2 separate regions of the Mus musculus genome follow, and region 2 is linked to region 1. The links are chromatin contacts, called in public HiChIP or PLAC-seq maps. All regions are on one chromosome and are shown on one strand. The core of a region is the stretch at or near the end of the contact, and the rest is flanking DNA. Distances in the headings are between cores, read along the strand shown.

Evidence for each region. HiChIP or PLAC-seq counts read pairs in DNA pulled down with a chosen protein or histone mark.
Region 2: a contact with region 1 is called in an H3K27ac HiChIP or PLAC-seq map of embryonic stem cells, with 5 times the contacts expected there. The contact joins the promoter of Dusp27 here to the enhancer-like site in region 1. A contact is called at or near these places in 1 of 484 Hi-C or Micro-C datasets (the G1E-ER4 cell line), 11 of 115 datasets of contacts at active chromatin or transcription factors (acute myeloid leukemia, bone marrow-derived macrophages, embryonic forebrain and 7 more) and 1 of 9 other capture datasets (embryonic stem cells).

The regions. Positions count from the first base shown.
Region 1 is chr1:165,650,338-165,658,159 of GRCm38.p6, forward strand. It overlaps Rcsd1 (RCSD domain containing 1), which reads right to left. Exons shown (of 7, transcript NM_178593.3): 5 at 7,162-7,365; 6 at 4,968-5,699. Among named protein-coding and RNA genes, the nearest start is that of n-TPcgg2, 12 kb to the left of the region's middle. Within about 2 kb of position 2,979, at least 21 of the 459 cell types and tissues checked have an H3K27ac peak or open chromatin away from gene starts, as enhancers often do. A contact at or near this core is called in embryonic stem cells, where this site is marked.
Region 2 is chr1:166,122,744-166,130,565 of GRCm38.p6, forward strand. Dusp27 (dual specificity phosphatase 27 (putative)) reads right to left here and starts at 5,155. Exons shown (of 6, transcript NM_001160049.1): 1 at 5,049-5,155; 2 at 4,327-4,456. The coding sequence starts at 4,436. It overlaps Gpa33 (glycoprotein A33 (transmembrane)), which reads left to right and starts at 7,478. Exons shown (of 7, transcript NM_021610.2): 1 at 7,478-7,822. The coding sequence starts at 7,819.

The sequences.
Region 1 (7,822 bases), core at 1,729-4,228:
AATCTTCACCTCGCCCATGGGAGTTAGGTGGTTGTATTAACTCTATGTTACAGTTGAAACAATTATGGTACAGAGACAGAAATGACTTTCCTGGGTTACACAACTAGCAAGTGGTCCAGTTGGGACTCCATCCCAGGGACCAGAGCTTCAGACTCCGGCTACTAAACACCCTCCTTCTTTGAAGCCTAGCTTCGCCCTTCTCTTTCCATTCAACGTCATTCTTCTTGAATTACTAGTCAAGATTTTTGGCAACAGAGAGAGGATGAAAGAAAAGACTGTCTTTTGTGATGCAGAGGTAGAGACCTGGCCATGCATGCCTGAGGTCTGGGTTTGGTCCCCAGCACTGCAAATAAGAAGTAGTAGACTGTACACGTAGACAGAAATCACAACAAAGGAGCTGTTTGTCCAATGCTCATCAAAAATGGCACTGTTGGGTCCTTCTGTGTTTGTTTATTTGTTTAGATGATAAGTAAACACATTTACAAATGTGCTCAGGGCTTGTGATGTGGTCCGTCCTAGTGGATGAGACTGGACACAAGCAAGTTCTTGAGTTTGTAGTGGTTTTGGCTGGGGTTGTCATGGATGCTCAGGAAGGAGACGATGGAGGCATGGTGAGAGGGCCCCCAGGCAATAGTCATAGCTGGGTCCAGGGAGCCTAAACCCAGAAGTGTGAACTGAGTTACTTCTAAGCAGTATCACGTTTGTGGGGTAGCTCAGTGGCTAGCAAAGTGGGATGCAAGGAGGAGAAATTTGATGATTATCAATAGGGTGGATCTGAGGACCAGGGATTCAGAGGGAGTGAGCTGTGATTACAGACACCAGGAAGACGGAGTTGCCCAGAGCTGGCATGGCAGTTGGCCAAGGAAGGGAGAAAAGAAAGAGATCTTGGGAAAGGACAGTTGTGTGGATGGGGTGTGGGTGGAGTGTAGGGAGGGGGCCCCCGTATGAACCAGAAGGGATAAGGGGCCCCAATGGCAAGATTTAGTGACCGCATTTCCTGAGGGAAAGAAAGAGGAAGCAGTAAGCCCAGACAGGGGAACGAACTCTCAGATAAACACAGGCTCTCAGAGTTACACAGGCTCTCAGGATGTGTATCTCCTGCTGTGGAAGAAAAAAACATCAGCCAACAGAGAAAGAAAAACTGACTAGGAGAAGCAATCAAGTTAGGCAGTAAGGGAGGCCACCCATATTTAGGGTTGGCACATTAAAGCGTGGGATGAATTGAAGACATCCCTATTGCCTTTTGTGGATGTGTGCTCCTGTAACCCTGGCTGGCCTTCAGCAGGCTATGTGACTGAGGATGGCCTGGAACCTCTCTTCTGCCTGCCTCAACCTACCAAGTGCTGGGATTATGTGTGTGTCACGGCACCTGGCAAGTGTTTCCTTATCAACAGAGTCCCAAGTCCTATGACCCCTACTTTGAACCCCCAGTCTGTCCCGCATCCATAAAGATGTCTAATCAGTGCTGACTTGAATGAATTCAACTGGAATTCATTTATTTGATCAATTGATTTCCATCAATCAAAGCCCAAAATGGGCATTAGATTGGGAATGGGAAACCACTTACTACTGTTTACTGCCTGTTTCTGCCAGCCAGGTATTCTGGAAAGACCCAGGATAGGCTTGGGTCCCTAGGGATGTGCCAAGATTCTGCCTCTGGGGAATCCTTTTGCCCTAGAGTCTGAGGCATTCTGACTTTAATCTTGGATCAGGCTGGAGAGGGACCAAAGAAGATAGGAAGCAGAAGCCCTCACAGATTAGACAGATAATTCACCCCGGCAGAGGTGCTCCTTAAACTGTACTCTGATGAACAGGGGCCTAATAGGTTAGCACTGTTGGAGCTCGGTGTCCTTGGACAATCTCCAGACCTACATGCCTTCCTTTCTAAAACCAGGAGGGTGGGCTAAATAGTATAAAAGTTTTGCCTCTCAGTGGTGAGTGGGGGTTGGGGGGGTGTGTTAGGGCTGTGGGGGGAGTGGGGCGTAGGGGGTGGGGGTAGGAGGTGGGGTAACAGGGATTGTGAAGCTCTTCTTTCTCTGTCTGAGCTGCTATTTGCGGGGAGAGTACGGTTGAGGTGTTTTGTCCCCTGGCCAGGGTTCTCTAGGTTAGGAATACAGAGTATAAAACAGGAGAGAGGACCAGAGAGCCTGCCCCATAGCACTTGCCTGGATTTTCTTTGGGAAGCCACCCTTTACCTAAGACTCTCCTGAAACAACAAAGTCCTGCCAACTCAGCAGCCCAGGAGACTCTGACCCCTGAGGACCAGGAGATGCTGTCAAAAAGGCAGGAACCTCCCAGCCCAGGAAATGGCCTGGGGGGTCACTGGTGGAGCATTCCTTGGATTCCAAGAGGACTAAAGGTTTGGGAATTTGGTGTAATCTTCTGGGGATTTAGTGGAATTTCCAGGTTCCAGAAGATTCTAAACCTAGTGACTAACCCTAATTCAAGGACGGCTCAGTTGGAAAAGGATTTCCTTTGTATGCTAGTAGGCCATGAGGCCTGCGGGGAGCCTCAGAGCCAGGCAGCCCCTCCTGTTCCTGCTGTTCTACCATTATGAGCCATTTACATTAGGCCAAGGGGTTCTCACTCCCTTTTAAAAATCCATCCACTCAGATGACATAGTGGCACACACCCATCCCAGTACCCAAGAGGCTAAGGCAGAAGGATTTCCTTGAGTTCAAGGCCTCTTGGACTAACAGTGAGCTCTAGGACACCCTGAGCTATAAACTAAGACCTTGTCTCAGGAAACTAATGAGGTGATTAAAAACCACTCATTCTCTCTACACGTATTTTTAAAGACCTACCATAGTCCAGATTCTACTGTAAGTTTTGGGATTATAGTAGAGGAATAGCACAAGAGACAATAGAAATAAGCAGGGGAGGAGTTGGAGAGATTGTTCAGTGGTTAGGGTCACTGGGTTTGGTTTCCGCACTGTGGCTCACAACCATCCCTAACTCCGGTTCTAGAGGTTCCGACGCCCTCTTTGGCCGCCAAAGGCACTACGCATGCGCAAAGGAACTACGCATGCGTATACTACACATACACACATACGCAAGCAAAACATGCATACACATAAAATGAAATAAATAAATCTAAACAAACATCAAAAACCCCAGGAGAATGATGCAGTGGAATTATGGGAGAGAATAACTGGGGGGTGGGAGCAGATTCCTTTGCCTGAGATGTCACAAGGCAGGCTTTAGGGAAGAGGTCGCTGTCACCTGAGACCTGAAGGATAGGCTGGATGGAAGTAGTCACAGGAGAATCAGAAAGAAGAGCGTTCTCACTGGGAGGGGCTGGAAAGGCAGGAAGCTCTGAGTGAGGAAGGAATCTGGTGTGTTGCAGGAAGCAGACAGCAGATGGCCAGAGCCCAGCTCCGGGGAGGGCCAGGGAAGAGAGTGTGTGTCCTTCACCAAGATCTTATTTGAAAAGCAGAGTGCAACAGATGTGGTGCAGGATTTCAAGAAGAGGTCACATGGCTTTAAGGCGCATCCTGCATCTGAGGACAGGTGGCTTATAAGAGAGAAGAGAGGAGGAAATCTGAGACACAGATACAGCAGAGGTCACACAGAGATGGTGACAAAGATCGGAGGAGGCATCCTCAAGCAACTGACTGCCAAACGTTTATGATCCCCGACCAGAAGCTGGGGGAGGGGAGGTCAAGGGAAGATCACAGAGGTGCAGACAGCAACTAACAGAACACAGACAGGTTTTCCTTTAGCCCTCTGGAGGGGCTCAGGTTATCAACAGCTTAACTTTGGAGTCCTAATTCTGATGTTCAGGACTGTGAGAAAGTACATTTCCTTTATCTATCTATCTATCTATCTATCTATCTATCTATCTATCTATCTATCTATCTATGTATCTATCTATCTATCTATCTATCTATCTATCTATCTATGTATCTATCTATCTATCTATCTATCTATCTATTATCTATTTATTTATATTTATACTTATGTGCTTATTTATGTATTTATTTATAGGCAGGGTCTTCAACTTTTTCACGGGCTCACTATGCCTTTTTGTTTGGACTCACTAGTAGCCCAGGCTAGCCTTGAATTTACATTGACCTTCCATTTCACATTGAGTGCTGGGACGACAGGCAGGCGCTGCGCACCCAGCTCATTGGTATTGTTTTAAGCCACTAAGCCTGTGGCAATGTGTCTGGAAACCCTAATAAGAGAGGTGAGACATTTTGCCAAGAGTAGACCCAGCCAGCCAACTACCCACCAGTCTACCCACCCTTTGGTTACTGTGTAAAGAATGAACCCTATCAAGGATGGGAGGAAGGCAGACAAGAGGCTACTGTAGTAGGACGCACATAGTGGCTGAGTGACCTACCAACACGGGAAAGGAGAACATAAAGATGACAAGGCCAAGGAAATTGTCAGGAACAGGCTGGGGAGGGCACTGAGTTGTCCTTGCAGAACTTCCAAGGCATCCCCAGGATTCTCCTAAGGCAGACAGGTGAATTTAAGGGGAATTTCTGGGAGCTAGTTGAAACAGACAGGTAGCGAGCAGTTAAGACAGAAGGCCAGGAAGTGTTCCACCTCCCTAGTCAGAGGCAACCTGAGACATTGCTTGGGTCTGGGTGGATATCACGCAGAGCCTCCTCCTGGGCTTGGAAGTGTCCCTGATGTCCTACCCTTCTCTCTACACACAGACTCTTTCTCTTCAGGACCCCAACAGCAGCAGCACCCTGTTCCCCTTCAGTTCACATTGCCAACGTTAGTCACTGAGATATGGCCAATCCTGGCTCACTGCATGCATACCCAGAAGCTGACCCAGTCAGCTAGAAGCAGACCAGAACACAACAGAGACAGGGCAGTCTCTCCTCAGTCAGCACTGGGTGGGGAGTGGCGGTGGGTGGTGGGTAGAGGGCGCTGTTGACTTTGCTTCTGCATACAGAGCTGATAGGGGCAGCTCTGGTCCTGATACAGCATAAACCATCAGGGCCACCTACCATGGAGACTGCTTTCTCATTCTGGATCTCACTGGTGATCTCTCCCGCAGCATGGTCAGCCCCTGGGCTACAGCTTGGCTCCAGAGGCGCCTCCTCCTTTTGCTTTGTATCCGGCTCTGCGATAGTAGTACCTTCTGCTTTTCCAGAAGAGGTTTGTGGGGCTTTCTCCCTGACCACTCCCTCCTCCTCAGGCATATTTGCGTCTGGGCTTTTCTGTCCGAGCCTATCTTCATCTGCTACCCTCTCCTCAGAGGCTGTCCCTTCAGTGGCCTTCCCAGTGTCTGTATGCTCTCCCGGGGTTGTCTCTTCCCGTGGGCTTCCGCACCCATTCTCAGCCTCTGGGCTGCCGGTTTGCGATGGCGCCTGGACCTCTGGATGACCCTGACTAGCTGTGTCTGGATTCTGTCCAACCTTCTCTCCAGCATTCGCCTCCTCTGGGGTCCTGACCAGCTCCTCTGGCTTCTCTGTGCTGTTACACGTGTTCCTTCTCCGTGGCTTTTCTGCAGACCACGGAGTTCCCTCCACCCCGTCTGCCATAGCCTCCTGGTTGAGTTGAGGGGACCCGGGGTCCTTGCTCTTGCTAGCAAACACGTCATCCCCATTCTCTTCCCTGGCACCGTTTTCCTGAGATGGCTCCACAGCCCTGTAATCTCTAAAATCCCCACAGTCCGACTGAGACCTTCGGAATCGCCGCGAGGGAGGACGTCTTTTTATTGAGCCTCTAGTCCGCACCTGGAAGAAGATATGAAGGAACATTATCTTAAAAATTAAAAAGGTACCCCGGAGCTCTTGACTCTAGCTGCATATGTATCAAAAGATGGCCTAGTTGGCCATCAACGGAAAGAGAGGCCCATTGGACTTGCAAACTTTATATGCCCCAGTACAGGGGAACGCCAGGGCCAAAAAGTGGGAGTGGATGGGTAGGGGAGTGGGGGGGAGGGTATGGGGGACTTTTGGGATAGCATTGGAAATGTAAATGAGGAAAATACCTAATAAAAAAATATAAAAAAAATTTAAAAGGCCAGGTGGAGGGCTATGTATTCTGGGAAAAAAAACAAAACACTACAGGCTCCTTTAATTTCCTAGGAGGGTGTAAAGTTCTTTGCTGTTCATTACAAATCAGAATCTAGAGCAGTGGTTCTCAACCTCTGAGTCACGACCCCCACAGGGATCACATAGCCGATATTTACCTTATGATTCCTAACAGTAGCAAATTTATAGTTATAAAGTAGCAACAAAATAATTTATGGTCACCACACCATGAGAAACTGTCTTAAAGGGTCGCAGTCTTAGGAAGGTTGAGAATCTCATTGGAGGTTTGTAGAATGACTTGGTGAGCTGCAGATTTTTGTCTCAGGAAGATGGCAATGCTTTGCTTGTGTTAACAATGTGCGGAGGCAGTTCAGTGAGCAAAGCGTTTGCAGAGGAAGAGTGAGCGTCTGAGTTTGGGTCCTTAGGACCCGTGTGAAAGACAAGGAGAGTGAGCTTGGAGAGAGCGTGAAAGAACCTAGTGGGGAAACCCCCACTCAATTTCTGTTCGGAGCACCCAAGAATCACGAACAGACGACCATCTTGATGTAAAAGCATGAGGTAGTTTAATGACAGAGCTCCGGGCTGACACATATCTCCCACAGGAGACAGAGGTGTTGACCACATGGTGGAGCCATAATGGCGGAGCTCCGGTTCGAAACGTATCTCACGCAGGAGACAGTGGTTTCGACCCCGAGGCTTGGAAGCTAGGGGTTTTTATAGAAAAGGGGTGGGGCTGGGGGAGGAATTGGCGAGGTTTTACATGATTGGTCCATTTAAACATCAACAGACTGTCAGAAGGGCGGGAGATAGGGAGGCACTAGGCCAGTCAGGACATGTAATGACGGGCCTGCCCGGGCATGTCCTGGCCTGTTCTGCTATGTTCTTAGCCCCAGGTTTCAAAGCTCACAAACAACTCTTTGGGCTATTTGACATAAATTACATGAATAACATGTCTCAAGTTTTATTTCCTTTCAAGCGCATCCCTGCAGCTGGCATTGTGAGACAGCAGACCCCTGCAGCTAACAGCTGACCAATAGTGAGCTTCATGTTCTGTGATGATGGCCCCCAAACCCTGTAGGTGATGTCTTTTTTACAATAGTCGAAAGTTTGAACACTTAAAAGTTTCCTCAGCACACCACAGTCCAAGCGAGCAGTAACTTACCTTATTGTAAGAGGGCAGGTGAGTTCCTTCCGGGGGCTGGTCAAAGCTCACAGGCACCTCTTCTGCCTCACTTGGGTGGGATCGGATGCCGGGGCTACTGGGTGTGGAAGGGGGACTGTGAAATGGTGATACGATGGCCTTGAGTCCGGGACTTTTGGGTGAAGCCCCAGGCAGAAGAGCTGCCGGGTCAAAGGCTAAGTTGGCCTGCCAAGAAAGGGGAGAAGATGAGGGCTTCTGCTGTGTTTGTTCACTGGCTTCACAGCTGGTTGAGGGTAGCTATCAGCAAGCTTGTGTTCATGTCCCCAACCAATCATCCGCTGTCACTTACATTGTGGCTGTTCCAGAAGCATGGCCTACCCGACACCTTGGATGCTCAGATCAGGATGAAGTGGATTCACTATTAGACACGCCCAACAAGAATGGAACTGCCCTGGCCTGGCATAGTGCTGCAAGCCTTTAATCCCAGCACTCAGAAGGCAGAGGCAGGCAGATCTCCATGGGTTTGAGGTCAGTCTGGGAAGTCTAGGCCAGCTGGGGCTCCATAGTGAGACCCTAACTGATGATGATGATGGTGGTAGTGGTGACAACAGAGGAGTGTCGCCACCACCCAACACCTCTCAGGCTCTTGCAGTATCTGGCACCCATGTCATCCCCCCATTAG
Region 2 (7,822 bases), core at 3,905-6,404, 470 kb after region 1:
AGCCTACTAACTGACTTATTTTAGTAAATATTCTATATGCCCATGATAAAAATGAATATTTTGAAGCAGGGTGTGGTGGCACACGCCTTTAATCCCAGCACTCGGGAGCAGAGGCAGGCAGATTTCTGAGTTCGAGGTCAGCCTGGTCTACAGAGTGAGTTCCAGGACAGCCAGTGCTACACAGAGAAACCCTGTCTAGAAAAAACCAAAAAAAAAAAAAAAAAAAAAAAAAAAGAATATTTTGAAGTGATCAGGCACACACATACACCTGTTCTATAAATATCAATTAGGTTAATTTTGTTTGAATTTTCTATATTCTTCATGATTTATTTATCTCATTCTATCATCTAATAAGATAGGTTTTAAAAACATTTGATTAAGATTTTGAAGTTTAAGTTTTTCACTTCTGTCAGTTTTTTTTAATTAATTATTTTATGTGTATGAGTGTATTGTATGTGCCCACAGATGTATGTAGTGCCCACAGAGGCCAGAAGAGGGTGCTGTGTCCTTGGAGACTGGAGTTACAGACCTTTGTGCGCTGCTGTGTGGATGCTGAAAAATGAATCCTAGCCCTCCAGGAAAACACCCAATGCTTTTAACTGAGCCATCCCTCCTGCCTGGGCTTTTGTTTTGTGTTATTACTTTATGCAGTTCAAGGCTACCTTGTTAGGCCATAGGTATTTAAAATGATTATTTTGCCTGGTGAATTGAACGTTCAATCACTATGAAATTTCCTTCTTCTTCTTTTTTATTTTTTTCTAACATGCTTATTTTATACTCCAACTTGTCTGATATTGATAGGTTCCACTGGCCTCTTTTCTGTTTGTGTCTACACTTGTGGCAGCTTCTGTTTATCTTCCAGAGATGACTATAATATTTCCTATCCTAATTTTTCTCTCTATAATGCAACTTTAAAACTCTTTTGATTGAACTGTGAGTCTATATCCTTTCTCTTTGAAATTGAGTGTGTGTTTGTCTGTGTGCAAAGTACAGCACTATAGTCTATGTATAAAGAAACTAGTCTAAGTATAAAAAAAAATCTAGTACACTTCATCTTTTTTTTTTTTTTTTGAACACAATTCTTGGAATTTAGCAGCCTTGTTTTGTTAAACCCTGAAGTGACCCACATGAAGAATTTGCACAGAAAGATAATCTTAGGAGTTCTGAACAACTATCCAGTTAGTCACAATATAAACCGACAATCACGAGACCTTTTTCTGACTCATGGCCTCAGCTGTTGGGGTTCCCTTAGGCTTAAAGTCATCCCTGATCGTCTAACTCTTCCAGCTCAGACACCGCTAACCAAAGGCGCGCTCACCCCGGTGGGCCTTTCCAGGTACCTAATTATCAACATAATTCACTGTCGTTTTATGTCACTGGTTTCTGAACAATCAGTAAAATACAAATTTTCTCTTGTTAGCCTTTGTGTATCCTTATGGTGCAAACAGCATGCCGACTTTTTAAAAGAGAGTTTGATAATTTTGCTCTTTTAATTGGAATATTTGATCTATTCATATTTAACGCAATTATGTCTCTAATTAAACACACATTTTACCTTTCCTTCCTATTTGTTGTACCTTTTCTGTATTTTTTGGTTCTTTCTTTCTTCTTTTGCTTTCTCCCGCCTTGCTGATTATATTTCACACTACCGGTTTTCCCTCTTTAGCGATACACTAGTTACGGATTCTTTTGCAGCAGTTTCCAGTAGTTACGCTGCAAACTACAACACGTTCTAGACTTCCTGCCTTAAAGTCTAGTTTCAGGCAGTCATTCAGATAATGATCATTAGGTTGCCGAGGAAGAAAGACACAAACAGGGTTGACATGGGGTGCTGGCTGTCCTGCATACTGAGATCACAGTCTACTAAGTTTTTGAAGAGTGAACTTTGGGTGGTATGTGCTCCGATTTTCCATGAGCAAGATACAACCTGCAGAGGCCGTTCAACCTTCAGGGAAGTCCCACTTTCCCACCCACTTTACAAGTGGCAGTAGAAGACAATGAACACAGGCCTCTGCAGACCGAGAGGCCAAGGGAAGTGGCAAATAAGAGCGATCCTCTCAAGAGACATGTCCTGGTTAGACTAGATTTCCTCATTTCTAGAGTAGCCATGTTCACCAGTAGCAGGACGGCTCCATCTTCCTCTCCTTTCATAGGATGGAAACTTTCCTACCCATCATCCTGGTGAGACTGTGAGCTGATACATTTGGGTCTGAGAATAAAAGTGTTCTGTGTGGGCACAAAGGCTGACGTGGGTAGACTGCCTGGAGGAGTACAACATGGCCAATGCTGCTATGTATCAACAAACTTACTTCCCCTTCTCCCTGGGCCCTGAAACCTGGGATCTATTGTCCTTTGCAAGGAAGTAGGACCTTGCAGAGTTCCAGCTGGTGGACTATGAACACAAGGGAAGTGTCTCTTTTTTTCTGAGGAAACTCCGCCCAGGGAACAGCTTGGTTCTACTCCTTTTTATCTTGATGCTGATGAGCACAGTGACTGGAAAAGGCAACGTTTCTCTAGTGAACTGGAAGATAGTAGGGGTTCTCTGCTCCCGACTGTGTTGCTCAAGGACCTGCCCCGGAGTTTATCTGAATGAAAAAGACTCCTCTGTTTGGTCTACACAAGACTGCCACTCCCTATCCACACCCTGGGGAATGTGGTTTGAATAAGAACTGCTTCTGTAGATTCACCGTTTGAATGCTTGGGTATCCGGGAGTGGTACTAGAGAGGGATTTTTAGGTGTGGTCTTGCTGCAGGAAGTGTGTCCCTGGGGGTGGGCTTTGAGGTTTCAAAAGCTCAAACCAGGCCCAGAGTTGCTCTTTCTTCCTGCTGCCTGAAGATCCGGATGTAGAATTCTTAGCTACTTTTCCAGTACCGTGTCTGCCACGCTCCCCACCATGATGACAATGGACTAAACCTCTGAACCTGTTAGCCAGCCCTCTCAATTAAATGCTTTCCTTGATAAGAGTTGCTGTGGTTGTCAGCTATTGGATGGGTCACACGGCCCCCAATGGAGGAGCTAGAGAAAGTACCCAAGGAGCTAAAGGGAACTGCAACCCTATAGGTGGAACAACAATATGAACTAACCATACCCGGGAGCTCTTGTCTTTAGCTGCATATGTATCGAAAGATGGCCTAGTCGGTCATCACTGCAAAGAGAGGCCCATTGGACTTGCAAACTTTATATGCCCCAGTACAGGGGAACACCAGGGCCAAAAAGGGGGAGTGGGTGGGTAGGGGATTGGGGGTGGGTGGGTATGGGGGACCTTTGGGATAGCATTGAAAATGTAAACGAGGAAAATACCTAATTAAAAAAAAAAAGAGTTGCTGTGGTTGTGGTGTCTCTTCAAAGCAGTAGGACACTGACTAAGACAGGAAGTGTGGAAGAGTACAACACCATCTTAAATCTCTAACTATGATAGCTTTTCTAGGTCTGTCACACGATGCTGAACTTTAAAGGTGAAATCTCTAAATTCCATCTGGGCCGAGTTCCTGACCCATGCGTGGTGAGTTCATGGGTCTTAGACAACCCCAAAGCTCATAGCTTATTTAATGAGCTGTCTTCCTTCACCAGAGAGCTTTGAACACTGAGAAGCAGAAGCCAGTGAGGGAGACTCCAAGAGAACTCAGGAACACTTGGGTGAAGACGAAGCCATGGATGCTTAGAAGTCAAGGTTCTGAGGGCAAAAGTGTAGAGGGAAGATCAGCATGCTCTAAGGCCCTGGTTCAGTCCCCCGTCAGGTGAGAAGTGGGGGAGGAAACAGTTCCCTGCGATACCTTAGTTGAGCTTCTCTTTTGATTGACAGGGAGACAGACATGGGCTCAAGACCTTAGTGATTCTTCACATCATTTGTCAACAGAGCTATGGTACTACGGTAGAACAGAAACAGGTCTCTGTTCTCAGTCGTGACAGAAGAAAACGGGAATATATGGTATTTTCTTTAAAATCAACACCTCCATTGTGGTACAAAATAATTTTAGTACCAGGGCTTGGCCCTTGGTCCTCATTCCTTCTTCATCTCTCCTCTTAGACTTTCTGGCATCTCAACCCCATATCCAGCCCTGGTCCTGGTGAATCAAGTGCATCCTGTCGGTTGACCTGCCAAATTCCTACTTCCAGGTTCAGGCCAGCAGCAGCACCTCCCAGAAGCCTCTGGTCTTTCCCTGTGTGCTTGTCACCCCTCCCCCACCCTACCAGCCCACAGCACCACACATTCTGGAGAGACCAACGTCTAGCTCTCACCACCACGCCTCAGTCCACCATCCTGGGGAATAGAGCCCAGCGTCATGCTGACTGGCTCCTATGACACTCAGCAGTGGCCCACTTACTGGCTTGGGGAGGGACTCCGGAGATAGCGGGCCTGTACAGCTCTCACATCTGCTTCATCCTCCTCGTTTGGAACTACCTGCTCCTCCTCTGCGTCTCCACCGGTAGCCATGTCAGCCTGTCAGCCTCTGTCTGCCTGACAGGAAGAGGTTGTTTAGGGAATTAGATTCCATAGGCTTTGTAGGGGGAGGGGGACGTGTCACCAATGTCACCTTGGTGGACTGAGAATGGGGAGGGGAGGGCGTGCTAATACCCGAGTGGGTAAAGGAGCCATAGGGAAACCAAGAAGATGAAGGCCGACTGTCCTTAGAAGGATACCATGAGGTGACACAATATGTAAGAAGTGACATCTTGACTCCTTTCGTGGATATTAACAGGGAAGCAGAGAGGAAAAGCAAAGGTTTATTTTAACTGTAGTGTGGGAGGTTTGTGAAAGGCGGTGGATTCCCCAGACTAAAAAGGACATTTGAAGTCCCCCTTCCAACTACATTAATGTACACACCTTTTATCTTACTGGAAGGGAAAACAGGCTCCCTTCAGTGATATTTATTGACTCTGTGTCATTCAGGGCCTTGGGCTGAAGGTCCACCCCATAGCCTACCTATTAAGGCACAAAAAGTCCCTGATAGCTAGTCCCAGCTATGGCTGTGGCCTGACACTCAGGGCAGACTGGCACCCCTGAAGTCTAAGTCCCAGCTCACCACAGAAGGGAACGAACACTCACCTTGTGCTGGTGTGTCCTCACCAAGGACCAAGAACCCCAGGAAAGTGACCAGAAGTTTGGTCTAGAGAGGGACGGGAGCTTTCTCTTCTCTGGTGTGCTTCTGCTCTGAGGGACAGCTGTTAACAAGAAACCTTAGCCAGTCTCTAAATTTAGCCTCTGGCCCCATAGGATGGCAGCTCTCTGGGAGGAAGGAATGCAGGCTTCACTTAACCCTTTCCCTTCCGGCTGATTCTCAGACATTGATGTTTAGCAGTGGGTTTAGAACAGGCTCATGCTGTGACACAAGGACCTAGAGAAAACCATCTCCCGCAGGAGGCTGGCTCCTCAAAGCACTTTCTGAAAATAATCCAAATCAGCACATTTGGAACGAACTTAACTTTACCTCATAGCATCTTGGAGGAAGCCTAGGAAAGGAAAATACCAATTATACAGAACAGGTTGGCCCTCAGCCAGGCATGGGGAGAACACCATGTTTTGATTAAAGAGAAGTCATGGCTTGAGACCAGCCTGACAACAAGTTGTACCTTCCCTTCATATCTCTGCCTCACCATTCATGGCCCTGGTAGTGGCCAGTTGCAACTAGGGAGTAACGTAAGAATTCGGAAGACTTGATAAACTCCAAAAGACTCATGACCCACTCTATGGTGGAACTCATGACATTCTGCCACCATCCTTGCAGTCCCCAACTGCCCACAGTTAACCCTCTCATGCTCGACGTCCTGAGAGTCCGTGCATCCTTCCTTCTACCTGCCTCCATGCTTCTGGTGGCTTCCAGTTCACCCTCTCCACAGTGACCCCTCCCCTATCCATCCATCTTTCCATCTGCCTCCACGTTTGTAAATATTTCTTAGTTACCTCCTATGCACTGGGCACTGTACCTGACTAAGTTAGTTAGACTCATAGCCCTTGTCTTCCTAGCTAGATGGAAACGTGCCCAGAGTAGTAGCCTCAGAGATTGGCTGAATGAATGAATGAGCTCACAGTTTATTAGGAGGCATTAGACAGAGACTAAATATAGCTGAAGTGTAAGAGTGGAGTTCCTGCCCTAGAAGAGACTCAGAGCGCTGCACTGAATCTCAAGAAGGAGCAAGTTCTGAGCTGCGAAGCCAGGGAAGGCTTCGTGGGAGACATGATGTAGGAGCAGGCCTTTAAAGGATAAGCTGGATAAAATATAATGGGTATAATAGTGGGGAGGGGCTGCCGAGAGAGCACAGTGCACAGTCCTGCAGCAGGAAAGAACGAGCCGCAGCCGGCTAGATGTCTAAGTAGAGACAGAACAGAGGTTACACACCCTGGAAGATAACTCTTAAAAGGGAAGGGACGTTGAAGAGTGAATCCTAGCACACCTTACAGGACAATTTAAGGAGCAGATGGACGTCCGTTCATTTCTTAAGGGCTGCAGAGTCAGCAAGAGAGCCAGAGTAGAGACCCAGCATCAGGGGGTCTGTCCTGAGTAAGATAACCTGACGACAGTGTCCAGAAACTGGAAAATCATCATATACAGTAGGAGAAGGCTAAACTGTGACTAAGCAAAGTGTAACAGGTGAAAAGCAATAAGTTTGTAAGCCAACTAAACCTGGTAGTTAGAAAAGATCACTGTACACAGGGAATTTGTAATACAAGGCAACACCTGGGAAAGCATTTATAGTAATCACTTTATCAAAAGTGAGTTTCCCAAGAACACAAAGACACTCTAGAAACCAGGAAGCCCAAGACCAATAACTATGTAGAAATATGAACAAACTTGGAAAAGGTAACACGTGGTGTGATATTATTCATTACCTATTAAGCAGAACATAGTAGTGCTGTATGTATGAATGCAAAAAAACTCTAAGGTATTTTATTAAATAAAAATATTTAAATGACATAATATCATTTGTACATATTCTATAATGTAGAGTATCTATGGCAGAGCCTGATCAGATAGCTCTCCCGGAGAGCTATTTCCTATAGATATTCTTGGCTGTACTGAAACTGACTCTGCAGACCAGGCTGACCTCAAACTCACAGAGATCTGCCTGCCTCTGCCTCCTGAGTGCTGGGATGAAAGGTGTTTCGGTTCACCTCTTACATTTATTCGAAGGTAACAAACATCTCAGTTGTTTTGGGACTGTGAGGTTTCAGGGCTCCCAGGTTACAAGACTATGGTGTTAGAAACTGAGAGGAAGAACTAAGATACATTGTCATCTTGGTTTCTTGTGTATCTGCTACTTTCCCAAGCCGGGTACCAATTCTGAACACAGGAACTTCCTGTGTCCTCCGAGACCACATTTCTGTCCCAGTGTGGGAGTCAGAGAAGAGAGGAAGGGCAAAGAAAAAGACAATGCCGGGTCTTAATGTGCCTCAGCAAGTGTGGGCAACACCCTGCTTTTACTAGCTTTCACTTCTGAGCTCGCTCCCTTTTTATTACACAGCAACAACATCCCATCAGTTATGAGAGGTCCACACCTTCTGAGAAGCACAGGACTTTGCACTCCTGCTGAAGAGGGAGAAGGCAGGAAGATGGCTGGCTCCAGGAAGGAAGAAGACTCTTGTTGGGGCCTTTCATAGAGTAGGTGGAGCAGGGGCCTCACCCCATAGGTGAGCTCACCTGCCAGTCCGTTGACTGGGTGGGGCATGTGGGCCCAGTCTGGCCCAGGTGAGCTGGAGGAGAGTCACAGGGACTACAGGCTGAACCAGGCCAGAGGCCATAGCTTTAACCAGACAGCCCAGACCTGTCCAGTGCCCTGCCAGTTCCAGACTGGGCTTGTGTCGGGAAAGGAGCCAGACCATGT